Linked DNA regions of Sus scrofa: region 2 is linked to region 1. The links are chromatin contacts, called in public HiChIP or PLAC-seq maps. All regions are on one chromosome and are shown on one strand. Each heading gives the region's core, a stretch centred on a gene start, on an enhancer-like site or on the middle of the called end of the contact. The rest is flanking DNA. Distances are from core to core; before and after follow the strand shown. Region 1 holds the start of ARAP1 (arf-GAP with Rho-GAP domain, ANK repeat and PH domain-containing protein 1). Region 2 holds the start of STARD10 (StAR related lipid transfer domain containing 10).

Region 1 (3,615 bases), core at 740-3,239:
CATCGACGAGAGCGCCGTGGCAGAGAGCCGAGAGGAGCGCGCGGGCGGCGCGGGCGGCGAGGGCAGTGACGACGACACGTCGCTCACCTGAGCGGGGCACCACGGCAGGGACCGAGACACGACGGGGCGGAGCCCGGGGCGGCGGATCCTCCCGCGCTTTCTCCCCCCCCCTCCCCCGCGCCTCCCGGGGACGCTGGGTTTGGGCCCAGGCTGGCGCTGCGGCCCGGCTGGACACGGCCCCAATAAACGATCCCACAGCCTCAGCCGGCTCATCGCCGTGCCTGCTTCCCACCTGCTCAAGGCCGGTGCCCTTGGCCCCGCTGTTCTGCAGTTCCTTTTATTCATTTTACTACTCATCACTCGCCTTTGCTCCTTTAGGGACCCTCTCATCTCCCGTAGGTAGCTGGAGGTGGCCGGGGTGGTGCTTGTCACCCTCTCCTGTCAGTGCTGTGTTGGTTCTCCTTGCGTCTGCTCATTGGTTCACTCCTCATCCATCCACCTGACCTCGAGCGTGCATTCTGCCAGTCACTCCAGGCTATCTGGCTGCCTTTCCTGCTTTGAGAGAAGGGGCAGGTCCGCCCAGAGGCCCAGGGTCAGAGAGTGGGGTTCTCCTATAAGACCTTCAGCCTAACGCCCTCTCGGTCCACACTATGGAACCAGGGCCTGACGTTCTTCAGTTGTGACAGAAGGAGGGGGAGAGGCCCCTCAGTCTCAGACCGCAGGGCTGTGGGCCTAAGAGCTTTGGTTGGTGCAGCATGTTCTGGAGAGAGTTTGAGGGTTGAGGTGTCATCAGACTCCAGTGGAGGGACCAGGCCCTGTGATTTGAGCCCTCCTCAGCTCACTTAGAAGACCTCAGGCCTGAGTTAATAGAAAGGGTGGGGCCTCCTGCCCTTTGCCAGTGGTTAGGTGCCAGCCCTCCGTCCTGTGTTCCACCTGCTGTTCTGCTGTCTAGGCTTTGGAGTCTAGAGGGATGTCTGGGATTTTCCTGCTCTCTGTGGCCCCGAGTGCCCTCTGCTGCCTGAAGGTTATTCCTGCAATCAGGTGGGGAGGAGGGCCCTGTGCTCCACCCTCTGCAGTGGTTTTGTACCCCATGGGGACTTGGAGCTGGAAGTTCTCCCCAAGATCCAGCCCCACCCTCCTCTCCCGGGATGTGACTTACCTTTGCCTTGTCAGGAGGTGCTCGGGGTCCACCTTTTCCTACAGGGGCAAGACGAATGTCCAGTAGGAGTGGGCAAGAGATTCTGTACCCCACCAAGACTTGGCCAGGGTACCCAGTACTGGCTTTGTAACTTCGGGCAAGGCCTGGAGCTTCTTAGACCCTTATTGCCAAAACCCGGGTGATGATTTTTATCTTCAGGCATATCCAGATAAAAGGAATAAGTTGCCCAGCTTGGTTTGACATGTAGTAAGTGAGTGCCCAAATTAATGACTCCCAATCTTAGCCCTGGACCCAGGACTCAGGAATGCCTGCCAAACCCCAGGCCCCATCCGTGTGTGTGTGCTGGCAGGATGGGTGCCAACCTCCCATTCTCTAGGCCAGGGAGGGTGCCTGATTGCCAGGACCTCTGGCTGCAGCCTTTAACCAAGGGATCCTTGGGCCCTCTACTGGCACCGCCCCTACCACCCTGCCTCTGAAAGATGTGGGCAAAAGTAGGATATCTTCAAAGAATGAAGTCGGGAAGGACTTCCTGGAGGAGGAGGTCAGGACCTTGATCTTCCAGCCTCCGACCGCCCCTTACCAGGGGCAGAGTCACCGGCAGAGGGATGGCAAGAGGCCGAGAGACGCAGGAAGAGATGGAGCCTGAGCGGGCGGGGGCGCTGGAGGGAGACCTGAGCCTCAGGAGACGGACGGTCCAGTGAGCCGCGAGAGAAACCGAGGAGACGCACAGCCGAGCGCGTCCGCAGGGAGCGCGTCCGGGCGTGGCCGGGAGGGGGCGTGGCCGCCCGGGGCCCTGCCCCTTCCCCGCCCTCCCCTCCCCGGGGCGTCACGTGGGGCTGGCGGAAGCGCCCGGCGGGGTGGGCGCGCCCGGCCTGCCGCCGAGACTCGGCTACGGCACCGGGAGTCGGTGGTGGCGCCGGGACCCCGGGTCCCCCCGTGGAGTCTTCGCTCAGAACAGGTCAGTGCGGCGGTGGGGGCCTCCCGCCCGCCACCCTGGGCCAGGTGTGGCCGCGGAGTTTCCCCATTCCGCAGACGGCAACGCCGAGGCCGCGCGGCCACTCTGCGCTCGGCGCCTACTTCCGCGGGCGTCTCGCTGGGTCACGTCGTCTGTTCTGACTGGCGGTGGGGATGGGGGCGCCTCCTGAGGGCGCGCGGTCGGGCCAGAGGCCGTAGGGAGGAGGGCGAACCGTCGGAACTAGGGGCTTCCAGCCCTTAGCTCCCAGAATCCGGAGCCCTCGGGGCGCCTAGATTTTCTTATCTGTGAGATACAGGCTCCCACCTCGTTGACCGCGGGCACCCTAACAGATCTGCACGGTCGTATGACCTTATGCGCTGGACCTGCGGCTTCAGTGATCTTGAGCAGAGTACTTCCGGTCTCTGCGCCTCAGCTCCCCACCGGTAAATGGGGCATGGCCTCCCCTGAGCTCCTACCTGGCCCAGTTGCTGGAAAAAGAAGGTGTGTGTTCACTGAATGGGGTCAAGACACAGGGAGTGGGTTATTGGGACTGGAGAGAGCAGACTTGGAGTGCAGCCTGGAGGCATGGGGTGGGTGTTTGCGCCCAGATCTCCAGGGCTGTGTGTTAGTGCTGAGGAGTTTTGGTGGGCATCTGGCTTAGGCATCCCCTACCCCCAGAGCTCCTGTCCCGGAGCCTTCCCTGATCCAGGCTTGGTGCGGGGAGGGCTCCAGGGTGGGACAGATATGTGGACGTTCGCAGGGATTTGACCTCAGCCGGCAACGAGGTCCAGAGAGAGGCACCCAGGATACCTGTCCTGGGAGAGCAGAGTGTCCAGGCCAGCAGAGACTGCCTAGCAAGCTCATTACAGGGTAAAAGGAGCCCCAAAGAGTCAGAAAACAGGTGTAGACAGGCCCAGGGATGAAATCAGCCCTTGGAAGCTCAGGGAGGAGGGATGACTCCAGTGGGCCTTGGCAGTTAAGTAGTATTCACAAGAGGAGGGCAGAGCTTATGCGAAGCAGGAACTTGGGTGGTGTGTCTGAGGCATGGCAGGTGGCTGCAGTGGGTTGCAGGGCTGGGATGTAGAGAGAACCAACCCCCCAGACCCAAGGCTGGTTGAGCAGTATCCAGACCCTGGTCCGGGGCTCCTGTCTCCCCACTCGCCACTTGCTCATTGGAGCTGGGCCAGACTCCTAACAACTGTGAGGTGGAAGTGAGCAGAGGCCACCAAGGCTCAGATTGCCTCCAGGCTTCACTGGAGCCCTCAGGCCTCCGCAGCAGCCCCAGCCTCACCCCCCACCGTCTCCCAGACTCCAGCCCTGCCGTACCTGCAGCCTCAGCCCTTTGTGCAGGGTGCTTGTCCTCCCTAACCTTCTGTGTCCTTTGGGACTTGGAGGCGGGCTGCTTATTGCCTCCTGCCTAGTCTTTCAGTTCCTGTGTAGTGGCGAGGAAGGGCCTCCTTGGAGCTTGGTGGGGAAGGGGACTGCAGAGCCACAGGGGTGA
Region 2 (3,615 bases), core at 486-2,985, 36 kb before region 1:
AAAACGGGATTCTCTCGCCCTAGATAGTTAAGACGCATACCAAAGTAAGAATTTCAGAGAGCCCAATCTCTTGCATCTTTCCCTACCAAGAAAGGCACTAAAACAGTTAACTTGAGTTGTCTCGTTTCTTGCATGTGATTAGCAGTATTCTTTGGATGTTCGACTACAGGGGTTTTGTTTGTTTGTTTTTTTCAGGAAAAACTCCTGACTCCTCTCTGACCACTTAGGAACAGCCCCTCAGAGCTACCTGAGAAGCTGCCATCCTTGGCTACAGTCCTCAGGCTGCAAGTCAAAGATAGTTCTCAACTTTTACGCTGTAGACTTTTTTAGTTGGTAGTAGGAGGAAAACCAAAGTTTTAGGTTTCACATAGCAGGACGGTGATTGTTGGTATTGAACACTGGGAGGCCTAGTATACTGTGCCACTGAGGAATACGCTAGCCATTAGCCACAGGCTATTTAAATTTGACTGAAAACAATTAATTGGATTTAAAATATTTTTAGAATAAATTCAATTAAAAGTGTTTCTTCTTCCGTGTCAGCCTCATATCAAATATCCAGTAGCCTCAGACTAGTCGCTACCGTACTGGCCTGTGCAGATATAGAATATTTCCGTCATCACAGTTCTTTTTTTTTTTTTTTTTTTTTTTTGTCTTTTGTCTTTTTGTTGTTGTTGTTGTTGTTATTGTTGCTATTTCTTGGGCCGCTCCCGCGGCATATGGAGGTTCCCAGGCTAGGGGTTGAATCGGAGCTGTAGCCACCGGCCTACGCCAGAGCCACAGCAACGCGGGATCCGAGCCGTGTCTGCAACCTACACCACAGCTCACGGCAACGCCGGATCGTTAACCCACTGAGCAAGGGCAGGGATCGAACCCGCAACCTCATGGTTCCTAGTCGGATTCGTTAACCACTGCGCCACGCATCACAGTTCTTTTGAGCAACAGTAAGAGAACTGAGTCTCTGGCTACAGTGACCTCTGGGAGCTCTGTCCCCAGAGAGTGATGGGGGTTAAAGCCGTGCGGGAGATGCAGACAGATAGTGAGCAGTATTCTTTCTAAAATTCAGCCCTAACAGCGCTGCTCTCTTCCTACGACACCTACCGAGTAACTCATGCATCCTTCGAACCCACAGCCCAGGCTCAGAGCGCTAGGCTCCACTGCCCTACGGCGTCTACCTGCCTACACAAGCTCACTACTACTGTCCCCGAACTCCATCTCCCAACATGCCTCGGGCCCTGCGGCGACTCTGGGTCTTGGACTTCTGGGAAATGTAGTCTTAACAACGGTCCAACCCCGGAAAGGGTCTAGCCGCGAACTCAGGCTCCCATGAGGCAGTGCGTGGGCCGTTCCGTGCCGCTCTGAATCCCTCGGCCGCCAGAGTCGGTCCCCAAAGTGCAGTGCAGTCGTGACTGACAGGCCAGAGTTCAGGGGTGGCCGCGCTGTGCCTCTCCCTGCCACTCCTTAGGCCTCCGCTCCGCGGAGTTGTGGAGACGCTTCAACCGAAGAGGAGCCGACAAGGCCCAAGGGAGCTGTAGTGACAGAACGGCCACCTGGGGGACATGACGGCCGCAACCGGCCGCTAACTAGCAGCTGGAGGACCGCTGGGAGGCCCCGAGGAGACGCGCACGCGCAGAAGCTGGGCCTCGAGGCCTCCGTAAACACCAAAGAGCGCCTGCGCAAACGGGGCGCCTCGGGATGGCCGCGTGGGGGCGCCTGAGCAAAGACGACAGCAATAAATAGTAAAGTACCTGTCGGGTTATCTTTCCGCTGTCTTTTCTCTTAAGGTTTGCAAAGCATAGCCCATCGCTGCCTCCTAGTTTGCTCCTTAGAGCGGTCGTTTTACCAGTGGGGCAGCGAGTCAGAAGAAGTCACACAGCCAGAGTCCGAACAAAGTGAGAGGGACCGCGCCAAACGGTTCAGGCTTCTCTACCTTGACTTGCTGTGTGAGCTTGGGTAGTTTTGTTCCCCTGAGGACCTAAGCCTTCTTAGTCGAAAGTGGAAACAGGTTGTTGGAAGGATCAGATGAAATCCAGGAGTGAAACTAAATTCCCGAGCAACCTATAAAGGCAACAGATTATTATAATCGGGTGACTGCAGATTGAGGAGCCTCTTCTGGATTCTACAGATTGCAAAGCCGAGAGCCCCAAGAGGGGCAGGAGCTTGCCACGGGTCTCAGCAGTCTGTGAGCAAAGGCTAAAGCCCATCCTTCCTGCCTCTGGGCCTGAGCCCTTCCTTGCACCCCAAGGATGAGTGTCTTTGTTGGATAAAGGCCTAAAAAGACGGACTGTACTCGGGGTTGGGGCGTCTCTACTCCCAGTCCTCCTCCCACCCAACCTGGGCCTCGTGGAGGAAGGTCCTGCTCTGTTGAGATGACCACCAAAGGCAGGGAACTAAGGAGGAGCTGGAGAATCGAGGAGCTGGAGAATCGTGGAGAAAGATCCTGAAGCTGAACAGACTCTGTTTCTCAGAGGAGCAGCCCAGCTCAGGGAGGGAGTCCAAGTGTGTGGCACGAGGAGTGATGTCAAGGGGACAGACCTGAACGGAAAGAGGGGTAAGGTGCTGGGCTCCACTTCTGAGTCTGGGAGGAATGGGGGCTCAGGTGACTCCAGGTGACTCCAGGGACAGCGGGAGGTGGTAGCTGGGCTGGCCTGGGTGATGAGAGGAGGAAATGATGCACACGGAGCTGAGGGGCTGTCGGAGCCACTTCCTCAGCAGGTGGAGCAGTCAGGTGGCACCATGGGCACACCCTCCCCTCCCCCCGCCAATCAGGCAGCTGCCCACAGGGAAGTGAACTTTTATCTCTCGTGGGAGCTCTCTGGGGTGCTCTTAGAGATTGTGGACATAGGTGTGGGAGGGGCTGGGAGACCCTAAGGTCTGGTTGCAGATGGGACCTTCTCAGGCAAGCGGTGAAAGGCAGGTGTTTGTACAAAGGAAGCTCGAGCTCCTCCCCACCTCCAAGTGCTAATACTCGGGGTCCTCGCAAATCATCTCTGTTTCCAGCAGGAGGAACAGGGGCTGAAGGAGGACAGGACTCTCTTCAGGACATACAAGGAGTTGGGATAGAACGGGACTAGGACAGGGATCTTCCCATCACATGGCAGTGATCAAGCATCTTCATCCAACTTTTTTTTTTTAGGGCCACACCCGCAGCATATGGAGATTCCCAGTCTAGGGGTCGAATCAGTTGGAGCTACAGCTGCCGGCCTACACCACAGCCACAGCAACGTAGGATCCAAGCCGCATCTGTGACCTACACCATCGCTCACAGCAACACCGGATCCTTAACCCACTGAGCAAGGCCAGGGATCGAACCCACATCCTCATGGATGCTAGTCGGATTCGTTTTTGCTGCGCCACAGCAGGAACTCCCTTCATCAAACATTTATTGTCTACTGTATACTCTCTTTATACCTTAGGGTACAAACAGAAGCCAGGATTGCAGTCAGGATATTCAGCTCTTTCAGTGACTTAATGCTGTGACCCTTGGCGCGTCACTACCCCACTGGGAGCCTCATTGTCTGTAGAATGGGGGTGGTATAACTCCAGAAAATAAAAAGCACCTTTATACAGATTTAGCCCAGCAGCTGATTTCCCTAAGAAAAACGCTTTGAATGTGTT

What was found. HiChIP or PLAC-seq counts read pairs in DNA pulled down with a chosen protein or histone mark.
Region 2: an H3K27ac HiChIP or PLAC-seq map of skeletal muscle shows a contact between it and region 1. The contact joins the promoter of STARD10 here to the promoter of ARAP1 in region 1. A contact is called at or near these places in 2 of 5 promoter capture datasets (fetal skeletal muscle and liver), 10 of 47 Hi-C or Micro-C datasets (adipocytes, embryonic fibroblasts, fetal heart ventricle and 5 more) and 2 of 2 datasets of contacts at active chromatin or transcription factors (alveolar macrophages and skeletal muscle).

The regions. Positions count from the first base shown.
Region 1 is chr9:7,299,459-7,303,073 of Sscrofa11.1, reverse strand. It overlaps ARAP1 (arf-GAP with Rho-GAP domain, ANK repeat and PH domain-containing protein 1), which reads left to right and starts at 1,989. Exons shown (of 36, transcript XM_021102283.1): 1 at 1,989-2,117. STARD10 (StAR related lipid transfer domain containing 10) reads left to right here. Exons shown (of 7, transcript NM_001243805.1): 7 at 1-263. The coding sequence ends at 91.
Region 2 is chr9:7,335,036-7,338,650 of Sscrofa11.1, reverse strand. It overlaps STARD10 (StAR related lipid transfer domain containing 10), which reads left to right and starts at 1,735. Exons shown (of 7, transcript NM_001243805.1): 1 at 1,735-2,548.